2 separate regions of the Rattus norvegicus genome follow, and region 2 is linked to region 1. The links are chromatin contacts, called in public Hi-C maps. All regions are on one chromosome and are shown on one strand. Each heading gives the region's core, a stretch centred on a gene start, on an enhancer-like site or on the middle of the called end of the contact. The rest is flanking DNA. Distances are from core to core; before and after follow the strand shown. Region 1 holds the start of Tmod1 (tropomodulin 1). Region 2 overlaps Tmod1 (tropomodulin 1).

Region 1 (7,251 bases), core at 1,217-3,716:
AATCCTGCCACGGGCACACCCCTCAGATTCTCTTCCGCTCTGTGGTCGCCCCTGATTTGCCTCTAACACTTATCTGTTGGCCCTCTCATAAACACAGAGGCCTGCCCCCTGCCCCAGCCCCTACGACTCTTCTCATCTAAGCTTTGAGAGAGACTTGGGAGCTGTCTCAACTTAAGCTCTGGCCTCTGCCTCCCTAACCACATCCTCACGAGGAACCGGGCAGGTTCAAACTAAGCTCAGGGTTTGCCCATCATCAGTTCCTACGGCAGCCTGAATGAAGTGTCTGCGATTGTTAGCCCTGTTGTACAGAGGCGGAAACTGAGGAGACAACCTGGGTCTCCAGTCAATCCTAGTTTTTAATGCTCCACCATGCTGCAACCAAGTCCCCAGTGCCCACCCCTAATTCTGATGGAGTCTCCCCACTTGTCAAGATCCTATCCCTGTGTAGTAACTGTCTGCCCACCTCTCCACTAGGCTCTTGGAAAGCCACCATCCCCCCCCCCACTCCTATCCCCACACCACCACCACCCCCACACACCTGGACTTCTGGGGTCCCATCACAGATCTGGTGCCCCAGATTTCCCCTGCACTTCCCTTTTCTCCTGCTAGAGGGCTTCCCAGAGGGCTTCCAGCTCTACCCACTCCAGCACCACTAAAGACCATCCTGTCCACTAAGGTCATTTCCCAAGGTCGCACCAAGTGGGTCGCAGAGCTTGGAGCTGGGGGCCTGAACTCCAGGCTATTCCCCTTTATTGCTTAGAGCTGACACCACCTAGTCCCTGGGTTCTGTCGTTTAGCTGCAGTGAGGAGCCCCGCCCACAAAGGGGAGAAGGTGTGAGACTCCGATAAGGTGGGCTGGGCTATTTTTAGAGGACTCTAACTTCCCACTTAGGATGCCAGGCACCCAAGGGCCAATGGCTGTCTAAGCCGAGGACTCTGAGACTAGCTCATTAGAGGTAAGATGCCTGACTGACAGGCTCCCTGTCTTCACTCTGCCTGTTTGAGGGTTGAGTCGGTGGGAACCTTCCTATTTGGTTGGCTTGAGTCCTCTTTCACTCATTTATCAGCCAAGCTCGGAGATAGCTTTAGAGAAAGCTGGGCAGTCTTCTGGATCTATAACTAGACTCTGCATGCTATTATCGCAGCCTGGGAAAGTCCCAGACATTAGCAGATCACAAAAGAGGGGCTCAGAGAGTCCCCAGACCTGCGGGAAAAGGTCCCTAAGAGACAGGAAAGGCAGGCAGACTGCAGTGGGGGGGGGGAGTTGCATGACCTTGAGCAAAAGGCTCTGAAGCCCTTACACGGGTGACAAAGGGACCTAGGGAGAAAGATCAACCCTAATTGAGTCCCCACTTAAAACCGAACCCAGGGTCTGGGTTTAGGGTCCAGCTCTGTTGTGGCCAGGTCTTCAGGATTCTCATGGGGAAGTTGAGCACTGCGCAGAGAGAGGTAGCTAGGCAGAGAGCTGGGGAGCTTCACCGTTAAGGAAGAATCACAGGTACCACATAGGCCACTGAACTGCCCGAGACTGCCCAGTTCATTTGGTCACTTGTTTTGCTAAGGTACTGCTAGCAACTCAGCCTAGAGATGCCCCAAGCACCCCAGGTACACTTCACGGGCTATTCCCAGGGCCCCAGTGGGTCCTACGTCAGGACCTGAGTTCCAAGAGCTACCAAAGTCCCCGACTACTGCAGCCGCATCCCCAGCATCCCTACCCTGAAACTGGAGAACAGGTGACGGGGAGTGTGGGCAGTTCAGAGCATGCCTGGCCGCTCTCGTGGCCTCGGGTATCATCCCCCTGAAGGACCCTAACTTCACCTTACAAATGGTCAAATGAGGTCCAGAGAAGAAAGGATTGCCTAGGCCACCTACTCCCGAGGTGGAGACAGCCGGTGGCTCCTGCTTCTAGGCTCTTTCTCATCCTACCTGGCTGCGCAACGCTATAAACCTCGCTAGTTCCAGCAGTTTGGGAAACTTTTCCGGCGCCGGCCGGATCCGTGCTCTGCGGACTCAGCGTCCCCCGAGCGAGCGTGGACCCCCATCCTCCCCAGAGTCCCAGGAGGGCTCGTACCCAGCTCGCAAAGTGCCGATGCCCACGGGGGCACCCCGGGAGGCTCCCAAGGTCCCTAGGCGACCAGGTCTAGAGCCCCGGGCACTCTAACTAGGGTCGCGCGCGTCAGGCTACGGGAACGCTTAGCGCCAGCGACCGGATCTTCAGGCTGGGGAACTGGACCCCGAGCCCCGAAGGCCACCCGAGGCGGCGGCTATTTATAGAGGGAGCCGTGCTCAGTCCCTTCTCGGCGGCGGCGACAGCTGAATATTTTGCCCAGATATGGCTGCGCCCCGGCGCGGCGGCAGGGAACCCCGCGAGGCCGAGGGGAACCTAGGGCTGGCAGGCGGGGGGTCTTACCGGGATGCGGGGCGGCGCGAGCGCGGGCGGCGGCAACGAGCGGAACGCGGGGCTGGGTGAGTTCCCTGGCGGCCGCGGGTGGGAAGCCGGGGGCGGGCCCTGCTCCGCTGTCACTGCGCCCCGCCCCACCCCGCCGCCCTCCCCGCCCTCCGGCTCCACCAGGGGCGCCGGGGTGCTGCGCGGTCTCCGGCTGGGGAGAGACACCCGCTAGGGGGATCTAGGGCCACCCCGAGTCCGAACCAGGTGAATGTGTGGTTCCCTGCCTTGTTCTCGGTTTCCCCAACTTGCCTCGGGAAGATTTTAAGCTACGTTGGAGGTATCCCGTCAAAGACGGGCAGATCACTATTCTAGAATGTTCCAGTAGAGTCTGTCCAGCTACACCTTGCTTCCTTTGAAGAGGCAACTTGTCGCCTCTTCCCAGCAGGCCTGCCAGGACTGGCACGCGCCCAGGGCTTAATAGCCACCCGTGGACGCGCAATTCCAACGCAGAATTGAACGCCTTCTCCCTACAAAGCACTGACAGAATGGAGCATCCGAAATAACCACTTAAAATAATCGGAACTAAAGTTCCTCCTTCTTGAAAGGCTAATGTGTCCTCTCCAGAACAAACCACTTAAACCCAAACCGAAGCCTCAAGTGTTTCAATAAACAAATGGCTCCTATCAAAGAATCCAGACAGACACGCGGGGCCTGGAAATGGGAAGGGGGGCGTCTCAGTTGGATTATCCTAATTTACTTTTTGGGGAGGGAAACCCTAATCTTGCCAAGGAGAAACGCTGGAGAGTACAGAAAGTATTTTCCTAACGCATTACTGTATTCTAAAACCCTCGCCCTATTAAGACTGCCCTTTTCAAGGGAGAAGTGGGGTGTATTTTTAAACAATGCAGGGAGTTACCATTCCCAACGACTTATTTTTAAGCGTTTTTGTTGTGGGTGTAAATACTTTCAGGGCACATCTTAGTGTGTAGCTTCCTGAATTTTTCCAGTAAGAACACCTGTGCAAGCCAACCAGCAGCCTGTCCTCCCCGCCCCCCAGTCACCCACCTCTTCCTCCTAAGAAGTTTGCTTTCTGGACCCTTCCAGAACTTGTCCTTACTATCAGGTTGGGCCTCTTGCTCACAGCTGAGGTTAGTTTGTGTTGCACCATGTTTTCTCAATGTTCAAGTTATAGGTTTCATCCTGAGTGAATTTTCCATGCGAACATAATATGGTATTTTCATATAAATACATCCCATTGCAAAAGTCTACTTTGCTATTAGTGGAATTAGGGATGTTACAGTGTGGCTCAAATCATTCTTTCTCATTGTCTGCAGGAAGTTGACTGCCCAAGCTCAGCTCTAGGAGAGATGAGCACTGGATTAATGCTACTTGCAAGTGGTTTCCACTTGGGTTAAACCACTTCCGTGGAACAAGAATTGCTACATTGTAGCTATGCTGGTAGAGAGTTATGGTGTCCATTGAGGTTCTGACCCACAATGCCAATGCCCCGTGTCCACATTTGCTGACACCTTTTTGTTTATCGGCCAACTGGATTTTTTTTTTTGTGTGTGTGTGCGAAGTGTTCCTCCAAACTTCTTACCCATTTTTACCAAACACATCCAATATATCAACATGATATGGACACATACCATATACCACATATATAATATATACCAGTGTGTATTCTTCCACTTTGCCCCTTCCTCCTCTTCCAGCCTTTTGAGGACAGCTGTCCCTGGCTCCCAGGGGTTCTGCCAGCTCTCTCTGGCACTCTGCTACTTTAGGCCCTCACACACAGGTCTCTGGTCCACCTGGACTGACTTCAATACAGGGCAGTGGCCTAATTCATGTGTGTGTCAAGCAACCTCACATTGTATTAACTTTATCAATAAACATAAATACTTTAAGAATGGAAATGTTTCTTAAGTCAATGGAATAGGAAAGTCTTCCTTTGGTTGTGTTCAAGGATCTGTGCCTTTTCTGTTGTTGGAAAGAGATCAATATAGAAATCATAACACTGCCTTAACTCACTCAAACATTTATGTTCTGGAGAAAAATTTATTTCATCATAAATAGTTACTTTAATCACCGGCATAAGTATTCTTAAATCTTGCTATTTTGGAAGGAATTTTATTTCATAAAAACAAGTATTTTAGTTAGTGGCATAAGTGTTCATGACTATTTTAAAATACATTTTTTTTCTTTTTTCTATTTTTCGGAGCTGGGGACTGAACCCAGGGCCTTGCGCTTGCTAGGCAAGCGCTCTACCACTGAGCTAAATCTCCAGCCCCTTAAAATACATTTTTAAAAAGCCAGAATACTTTTTTACACGTTTAGGATGAAAAGCTTTTTAAAACCTGGTCTTTTCTTTTCCTATTATTGTTTTCCCTGAATAAAAAATGACTTTAAGAATGTTTGTCTCCAGCCTGGTTTTCTCCTTGAGGTCCCCTCACTTCAGATTTCCAACAGCCTTTGGGCGTCTTCCCAGAGGTCTACTAGCTCGAGTGCAGTGTGCTCAACCCAAACTTCCATCCCCGCTCAGCTTGGGTATGGGGCACCATGCTTAGGCCTGGCTTGGCTTTGCTCCTGTGCATCCTGCATCTATGCGGTCTGTTCTTATATTCTAATTAAGAACTTCAAGATGTCATCAATGCGTTTATCCCAGGGCTCTGCCCTTAGTCTGGGGCTCCCCCACCTCATCCTAAGCACAGCTCAAGCTTACAATCCATCCACTTGCCCATCTGTCCAGCCACCAGTAAACCAGCACATGCTGAACCGTCCACAATGCCATTCTGTCTATGTGGATGACCCAGGAAGTGATCATATAACAAAAGCAAACATGGACCATCCTCTTCCTGTGGCACGTCATGGTGATGCAGTGATGTCACATGGTTAGCCAGGAATCAGCATGGGTGTGGACTGTATGCATGCTGTCAGGCAGCACAATTCAAAGCTCATCTGTTCACAAGAAGGTATCCGTGGGGTGCTACTGGATAACGAGATGGCACAGTCATACCTGAGACGACTCAGCCAGCCAGCCAGCTAGCTGCCTACTCTCAGGTGCAGGGACACCAGGCATCGGAGAGGCATGTTCATGTTCACAGTACTGGAGAGCTAAGCCTGGCACAATCCCAGCACCTCGGAAGCGGGATGCTCTCCAGTTTGAAACCAGCCTGGACTACATAGCAAGAACTTTTTATTTTTTCCGAGAGAAAAATAACAAACAAAACCCAAGAACAAGGTACAGTGGAGAAGAAGGGGCACCAGGGAAGGTTGCCAAAGTGATGACTTGAGTTCAATTCTTGAACACGATGAAAGGATCAAGAACCAACCAGCTCCCAAAGTTTTCCAGACTTCTATGTCAATTCATTTGACATGAAATAAGAAACACACATACACACTAAATGTTTTGTTTTTTTTTTAAATTTGGGTCACGGAGCACAGTGTTGTGAGTGGCTCCTCCTTTAACAACACTGATGTACCAGACACTAAGCATAAATATTCTGCTTTGGGGTCATTTGCTACATCATGACACCAGAGTGGATCGAAGTTAAATTACATTCTCGATTTATTAGAGATGACCTAAACAATGCAATGCAGACATCAGTGGAAATTAATGCTTTCAACCTAGGATCAGAATGCCTAGAGATGAAGTTAGCACATTAACGTGACAATTATGGTTATCTGAGAAGGAATCTGTCTGTAGTCTTGATTAATGACTGATGTGGAAGGGCCCAGCAACTGAGGGCAGGGACACCCCTGGGTCTGTGGTCCTGTGTGGTATAAGAAAGCAGAGTAAGCAAGCCCTGGGGAACAAGCCAGGAAGCACCACTCCTCCATGGCCTCTGCTTCAGTTCCTGCCTCCGTTCCTGCTTGAGTTCCTGCCTGGTTTCCTCTGGAGATGGTTTTCCTCTGAAGTTTCTTTTTGGCCATGGTGTTTAAAATAGAACAGAAAGAAAACTAAGACATCAGGTTTTACATTGCTAAACATTTTATTCTAATATTATATTAATAATTCAAGTGCAATTTTTCTTTGAAAAGTCAACTGCGTTAAACAAAACTTGTTAAATATCTTTCATCAAACAAAGCATATTCTTTTCAATCCTCCACAACAGTCAGAGCCATGTAGTAAAAATAAGATGTTTTAAGACCCTACTACACATTTTGTATTATTGCTTAGAGAACAATCTGCATTAACGGTCAAGGTCTCAAGCAGTGATTAATTAGCTTTTGAAAGCTCTACCAGATACTGTGACATAAAGTCATGAATCCAGGTGTCAGTGTCTGGCAGCGATGTGTCTACTAGATAGACCACTACTTTCCGGTCCCAAGGGTTAGCGTGTTCAATAACTGTCTGCACCAGTGCCACCAGGGGTTTCTTCTCCACGTGATTTCGAAACACCATTGAAGCCTCTTCCGACCATTGGCTGCACTTCACTCCTAGGGGAGAGACAGGGAAAGAGGGGGCAGTGAGTGGCCTTTCTTTGAGCCATTGAGAGGGAGAACTATTTAGTCAGTTACAAAGTATTTCAGGTTAGACCTGCCAACACCAGAAAACAGCTGCTTAACGTTCCTTGTCTCACAGCTCATCTATCTTGAATAATAAAGGTAAGACTACCTGTAGAACACGTTTCCTTTGAGGGACAGTGCTGTTTATAAAGGGGAGTGGTGATGACCACTCCCATTTCCTATAGTAAATTGTAAACTGTTAAGACTTGAGATAGCCAGAGGGAGAAATGTCAGAACCAATAATAAATGAATAGAAAGGACTGGCTCTATGATCTATGTGCACTGCCATTTCTTATAACAGCAAAGAGAGTCACAGAAAGAGTGCAATGTTTCATCTGAGCCCATGGATCCGA
Region 2 (7,251 bases), core at 2,976-5,475, 49 kb before region 1:
TCATTGTTCTTTATTCGCTCCAGCGTTTCCTCTACATCTGTTGAATTTGGTTCTTCATCAGGCACAGGCTTGTACTGTGTGGGTTTGATCACACCTATGGTAAGGGATAAAAGGAGTTGGCTCACAGAAATATAGGCATCACCTTCTCCCAACATAAGGGCTCCCTGAGGGGAAGCAGTCATTGAACACAGGGTATAAGGGAGACAGCACATTACAGGGGTACAAGGGGCTGCAATGTGTTGAAAGAAGTCAGGGAGAAATCCAAAAGGTCTGGGCTATCCCTGGATGCTGTGTTTGAGTTCTTACAAGACCTGGTGAATTAGCTGACTCTCAAGCATTTGTCTGTCCAGGCGGGGTTGGTATATCACCATGCTCATTATCCCTAGTGGGCTCCCAGGAGGGTAAGCTGAGGACTGGGCTGGAGAGAAATGCAGTTCCCTTCCAAGAGGAAGGATATGCATTCCCTTGGCACCCTCATTTCCTTTTGGTCCCAAAATGTCATCTTAGAACAATGCAGTTGAATAATTGAGACACTGTGACATGGGCCCAGGAAAGGCCAGAGGGTCTCAGAGGACAGAACAGGGAGAAACTGAGGAGAAAGAGAGAACCACAGAGTACTCAAGAATACATTTTTTAAAGAATACTGTGGGGAAAACATTAGATATCTATCAAAAATTTTAACTAAATGCTTGTCTCACAAGCAGGACGACCTAAGTTCTACTCTCAGAAAGTAGGAGGAATCTGCATGCAGCAGCCTGTGCCTGTAGTTATGGTGCTGGGGAGGTCAGGAGAGGGAGATCCTAGGATCTCACTGGCTAGCCAATTAGCGAGTTCTAGGTTCTCTGAGAGACTGTCTCAAGATATAAGGTAGAAAGCAACTGAGGAAGACACTGACTTCTGGCTTCCACAAGTGTATACACGCACACGCGCGCACGTGCACACACACACACACGCACCCCAAATGAAGTCGAATCTCATCCCGTTGCACAGAAAATATCCATTCTGGGAGGATTAAAACACCGAATATAAGAAGCAAATCTCTAAAACCTTTAGAAGAAAATGAGGCATTGAGAGGAAGAAGGCTTTGATGCGGACACATAAAACCCCAGCAGACTCAAAGGACAACAAGAAGAGACGTGCTTGCACAATATGTGCAGTGAACCAGAGTATCAGGAGCACGGCACCAAGGTGCAGGAGGAGGCGTCTCTCTTCCAAGGTGCCCTCTGAGAACCAGTCTCGGGGCCCGGCAAGGAAAAGGGATGGCAGCCAAGCAGGGCTGTGTATACTCACTGTTGAGCCCCTCCTTGTTCACGATGGAGCTGCTGCCCAAGGCTTGGTAGTACTGCTGGTTGCTCATGAGCGTGTGCATGCCCAGAATAGCTGTGGGGATAAAGGGAGATCCATGACTCTTATGGTCACAGAGAGATCTCCTGGGGACCCATCTTCCACAGGTTGGGAGCTTTGCTCACAGAAATGGTAAGAACCATACACATGGAAATGTAAAAATGTGGGTTATTTTCATCCTAGTTTTCACTCCTGTGTTTCTCAGGTACCCAACCTCCCTTTGGCTGTGGTCACAGATTCCCTGATCTCCGTGGGGTCCAACGTGTACACCTACCCAAAACAACCCAACAGAATGAGTCTTCCCAGCAAGCATCTTTTCCAAGGAGAGCACTTCCTTCTTCTGCCCTGTCTCTCAGACCCTTTGGATCTTCGAGGTCTCTCAGGTCATCCTATTTCCCTTGCCAGGACCTCTGCCCTGGTGGAAAATCTATTCTTTTCTGGCTGCCGTCAACTTACAATGGTCCCATTATAATCTTTCAGCTTTGTGATGGTATCGAAAGTGATACATGGTGAGTAGAAGCCAAACTTTGATTTACATCTCTATCTTTTCCAGGCTGGAGGCATCTGATAAGATACTCAAGATTCTAGATCAAGTCAATGACCCTGTGCTCAGTCGATCTGCCATCACCAGGAGAAAAAAAAAAAAACCAACATGGCGGCACCCTCGGTCAGGCGCTCTGTTGTGCTCAACCAGGCATTAAGTGCATCTTGATTTATGATATTTTCAACTTAGGGTGGGGGCCGTCAGGCCATTACCCCATCGTTCCTGAAGAAACATCTGCATTAACAGAGCCGCGTTACCATGACTTTGGCTTCTTCCTGCTATCTACTTCCCAACATTCATCACAGAACAGTCAGAAAGATCTTTCTGGAGATGGCAGCACAGCTTCACCACTATATGTTGTTCTTTAGCTCATCGGTTTCTTTGGCGTTTGCTGAGCGCCTTCATTGTGTGCGAGCTCCGAGGGACTGAACTATGAAAGGCTCTGCCCATGCAGCCCACAACCTAATGAGAGCAAGCAGAGCTGAGCAAGGGCCAATTAAAACCCAGATAGCTCAGGAGGGGTCAAGTGTTGGAAAGAACATCCCAGAAAAGCACAACAAGGGGCTTGGGAAGGGAAGGCTGAAGTCAAGGGAAGGGAGAAAGAACGTTCCAGGCAGCATGGACGGTGGGTAGTAAAGCGCAGAAGCAGATGAGTGGAGTTGGAGGTCGGGAGAGACAGGGAAGAGGAACCGGGTTGGGTTGGATAGGTGGTGGGACAACAGGATGACCCTCCTACCCCACCCCGTAGCACTGCTCTGGGCCAGAAAAGACCTCTGATAATCAATCCCTCAGCACAAATATGCCCTGTTCAATATTTGAGATAAATTATTCAAAACTGTGGGCCCTTGTCCAGGTCTGGAAATTGAATCCGGAGCCTATAGCATGCTTGGTAAGTGCTCTACTACTGAGATAAATTCCCAACCCTCTCTTTACATTTTATTTTGAGATAGGTCTCACTGCATCGCCCAGGCTGCCTTTATGTAGACAAGGCTGACTTTGAACTCTGATGTTCCTGGCTCAGCCTCCTAAAGAGCTGACACAACAAAGCCTGTTTATTTAGAACTCAAACTCAACTGCATAATCCATATTTTGTTTAACCATCCTATCTCTACTACTTCAAGACTTGGTGCAACTCGTCCTTGGTGCAAGGCTTCCTCCAGGGAGCCTTCTTAGATTCCTCTCTGTCTCTCTCTGTCTCTGTCTGTCTCTGTCTGTCTCTGTGTCTCTCTGTCTCTGTCTCTGTGTCTCTGTGTCTCTGTGTCTCTGTCTCTCTCTCTGTCTCTGTGTCTCTGTCTCTGTCTCTCTGTCTCTCTGTCTCTCTCTCCCTAGTATCCTTTCTATGCCACAGTGAACCTCAGTACAAAGGTGGTGCCTTTATGTAGACAAGGCTGACTTTGAACTCTGATGTTCCTGGCTCAGCCTCCTAAAGAGCTGACACAACAAAGCCTGTTTATTTAGAACTCAAACTCAACTGCATAATCCATATTTTGTTTAACCATCCTATCTCTACTACTTCAAGACTTGGTGCAACTCGTCCTTGGTGCAAGGCTTCCTCCAGGGAGCCTTCTTAGATTCCTTAGACACCTATGTGTTTTCTCTGCTGGGCTGTGGGCTTCCACAGCTCAGGGAGGAATATTACTACTCTTCAATCTCTTCTAGACTATAGTAAGCAGGTTGTAAATATTTGTTTTCTTTTTCTTCAAATTTCTATTTCAGTAGACAGGTTTTCTGGGAGAATAGGCCAGGTCTCAAAGAAGATACAGGAGATCAAGCTCTGGTCCTGACCATGTCCTCTGTGCCATCCCTGCAAGTCACGCCTCTGACTGGCCTTTGGTCTCCTGTGTCCAGCTAGGGTGATTTAAGACCGACAATCACAGCTGCTGCATATGCAGACCATTTGGAGAGCTGTAAAACGGTGTCGATGTCCCAGACTGGAGTGTGTGTGTGTGTGTGTGTGTGTGTGTGTGTGTGTGTGTGTGTGTGTACACACGTGGGAGAGAGAGAGAGAGAGAGAGAGAGAGAGAGAGAGAGAGAGAGAGATATGCTATGTGCTATGTAGCTCAGGCTGACTTTGAACTCAACAATCCTCCTGCCTCAAGCTCTCAAGTGTTGGGATTACAGAAGAACACAACGATGTCTGGTTCCTTGAGGTGATTTTGGTGTCCGGATGGGAACTGAGAACGAGATGATGAGATGATCTCAAAGTCCCTTCTGCTTCTCTACCCTAGGAATCTTCTCAGCTAAAATTAGCCTTGCTCCTCACTGTGGAGGGCTGGGGAGAGGAGAGAGGCGGCTGCTGTCTTTCCAACTCTCGAGGTTTTAATTTAGTCTGTGTCCCCGTGGGCTGAGGGAGCGGGGGCTGAGTCAGCAGCAGGTGAGTCACATCTCCTCAGGCAGTAGCCTTCCAGAGAGGCGCTCCTGCCCGCCCCACCCCCACGCAGAGCTCTCAGGTTTGCCGAGATCGGAGGAAATACACTCCTTTTTTAAAAATGCCTGTTTTTGACTCAGAGCGCACACAGAGAGAGGTGAGGAAATAAATAAATAAAAGCAAAAAGGGGAAACCTATCTGGTGCTTGAACCCCAGCATCCTGCGCTGGGTTGGACAGAGGCATAGGAGTGCGTGAAGGGACCAAGAGCAAAGAGCCATGGGTTGTTACTATTTTTTTTTTCTTTTTGGTGACCTTGTAGAGGTCATTTCCTCTTTGGGATCTCTGGGTTTCGCACCCGCACAAGTGTGTGCTTGAATGCCGAACTCTTACCTTCCCGGAAGGCTCGGCAGTCACGCAGCAATTCTTACAGTTTTAGCCTTCTTCTGAGTTCTAGAATAAGCATCCTCGTGGGGCTGTCAAACGCCCTCCCACACCTAACAGGGACCTGATTTGGTAGGTGACCCTGCAAAGACTCTCCTAGTGTATAAGGCAGTTAAGTATTATGTCTACTGGGGCACTGAGACGTCTAAAGTCTAAGAGAGCCAGCCCCTCATCTGGAGAATTCTAGAACAAACAGAGAGATGGAGAGGTGGGTGGTATATGCTGATAGCAGGCTGAAGAAGGAAGGGCACCACTTGGCAGATCAGAGGAGATTTGGGTTCCGGAAAGGAAGGAAAAATGGGAGTGGGAGGGCATTGCCTCAAAATGGTCACTACCAATCCAGTGGACCTAGGCACACAGTTGTGGCTTTTGTGTCCCAGCAGTGAGTGAAGCAAAGAAAACCCTGATGTCTCCTGTTGCTACCTTCTTCGTAGGTCTCAGTCAATTGTTGTCACCAGGGAACTTGTTTTATTTTTTTTCTATTTTTCCTCTTCCTTTTTTTTTTTTTTAAAGTGTAGATCATCCTCAAAACTCAAAAAGGACTATTTTTGAACTCTAAAAAAGAACACTGAGTTCTGTTTCCTCTCTCTGCCTTGGCAGGGCTCCTTCCACTTGTAAGTCCGCTCAGAATGCAGTGTGATCACAGCACATCCTCGGCTTCTCCAGCTGTTGTGGGCTTGAGCGGCCCTGGGTGGAGGGCGGGAGGAGAGCTGTGTTCTCACATCCTAGATACAGGTGCTGAAGCTGACTCTGGCCTGGAACCTGGGCACTAGCAAACTGTTCCAAGATGAGGCACATCCCCTGACAGTCTCAGAATCAGAGCACGTGTGCTTAAAGACATGGAAGCCACCAGTGACCTGGCCCATTGCCTTTGGGAGGCAGTTGTTTCCTCCTAACTGTGGGAAGGGTGGGGCTCCTTTACTCATTTCTGCCCTAAAGCAAGGGTTTCTAAAACCCAGCTAAACAAAATCCTTGAGTGAGGCTAGGAGACACTGATAATCTCAAGATTTTATAGCCGATAAGCTAAAGTCATAGGGCACAGGCCAAGACCTTTGCATTGCCAGAGTCTGCTCTGCATAGCAGAACTCACATTTAGGATTGAAACCTACATATTTCTGGCCTGTCCTCCTCTGTACCTCCTGGGCCCCGAGGGCAGAGAATGGAAATTCATTTGTCCCAGCAAAAGATGGGTGTTTCATAATGTAACCAACTCAACGACTTAGCGTGTGGATTGTCAACAATGTTCCTCTCTTCTGTCACCCCCTGATCAGTGCATCACATGTTCTGTGCGTCTACAGGCTTCTGACATTTCCAGGTACTGAGGCTGCTACATAAGCACCTCCCTGACCTGGACGGGAGCTTCCACTGTACCTGAATGTCTCACCCTGGACCACCCCCCAACACACTGTCACTATGTCCCCCACTTGTCTGACTTTGTCTTTATTTCCTGTGACCCTATCATTTAATCCAAGTGACTCTCTTGTCCTGTTCCTGTCCCACTTAGAGTGACACTCTTACTGGCCATGTCTCATTGGCCTGTGGAGCACGGCCCCATGAGGACAGGCAGGGTTGTTTCCTTAGTGTCTTAATTGTTTTCATGATCACCAAGTCCATAGTGGGTAAGAAAGCCAGGCAACTGGTACTGTGTGTGAGGGACCTAGTGAGGGACTTGGTTCACGGAAACACCTTATAGGGGAGAGCATGGAGACTAGAGGCAGCTGCAGACCCCTCACCTCCCTCTCTAGGCTTTAGAATCCAACTCTCCCTTCCTGGGCAAACTGCCAGCTTCTGGTAGGCCGGCCACACCAACACCTCTGTCCATTCAGGGCAGCTTGCTTCCAACTGTCTGGTTCTGCTTTTTACCCAAGGCCAAAAACCTGACATCATCTCAGCTCCTTGACTGTCTCAGCCCTAGGAACAGCTGGTGTCTGGGTGTAAAATGGGGACAATAATAGAATTTACTTCATAGGATTTGTCACGGTCAATAAATACCGTGCTGTGTGGTGCTTACACAGCACCTGGGACACGTTTGTCACTTAGCAAATGTTCCACTGCCACCTTGTAATGGCTGAAGCGGAATGACAGGCACCGAAGGACAGTCGGTTAACATGGGTGCACGCACAGCCTCCTGCTCCTTCCCCGACATCACAGGGGCCTGGGATCTTAGACAGATCCTAACTGTCTGCCAGCAACAACAAGGAAAATGTTTTCAAGAGCAGGCCCAGATGCTCCGCTCAGCCCCGGAGGGCTGCTCTGCTGTGGCTCAAGCTGTGGCAGGAGCCTTCTCTGACAGCGGTCATTTACTAATCCTGTGTGCCCTAATCAGGGTAATGATGTTATGCAGGGACTCAGAGGAGGCCCCAGATAAACACAGCTCCTGGGAGTAAATAGAGACAGGCAGGGAAGGTATTTGCTCTCTCAGTTGCACAGATTAACCAGAAGTCAAGGGATATGTTGGGAAGGTAGGAGGCTGAAACACACGGCACACTGAAGGAGATGGCTCTACTGGCGTCTTATACGACCCACTGAGCCTTGTGAGGCAAGCCTGGCTCC

What was found. A called contact is a pair of places that touch in the nucleus more often than the background predicts.
Region 2: a contact with region 1 is called in a Hi-C map of frontal cortex, with 1.6 times the contacts expected there. The contact joins the enhancer-like site here to the promoter of Tmod1 in region 1. A contact is called at or near these places in 3 of 12 Hi-C or Micro-C datasets (frontal cortex, kidney and psoas muscle).

Annotation. Positions count from the first base shown.
Region 1 is chr5:65,107,277-65,114,527 of GRCr8, reverse strand. Tmod1 (tropomodulin 1) reads right to left here and starts at 2,466. Exons shown (of 10, transcript NM_013044.2): 1 at 2,411-2,466. Tdrd7 (tudor domain containing 7) reads right to left here. Exons shown (of 18, transcript NM_138871.2): 18 at 6,363-6,829. The coding sequence ends at 6,609.
Region 2 is chr5:65,157,810-65,165,060 of GRCr8, reverse strand. Tmod1 (tropomodulin 1) reads right to left here. Exons shown (of 10, transcript NM_013044.2): 5 at 1,291-1,380; 6 at 1-94. Among named protein-coding and RNA genes, the nearest start is that of Tmod1, 49 kb to the right of the region's middle. Within about 2 kb of position 4,225, at least 42 of the 93 cell types and tissues checked have an H3K27ac peak or open chromatin away from gene starts, as enhancers often do.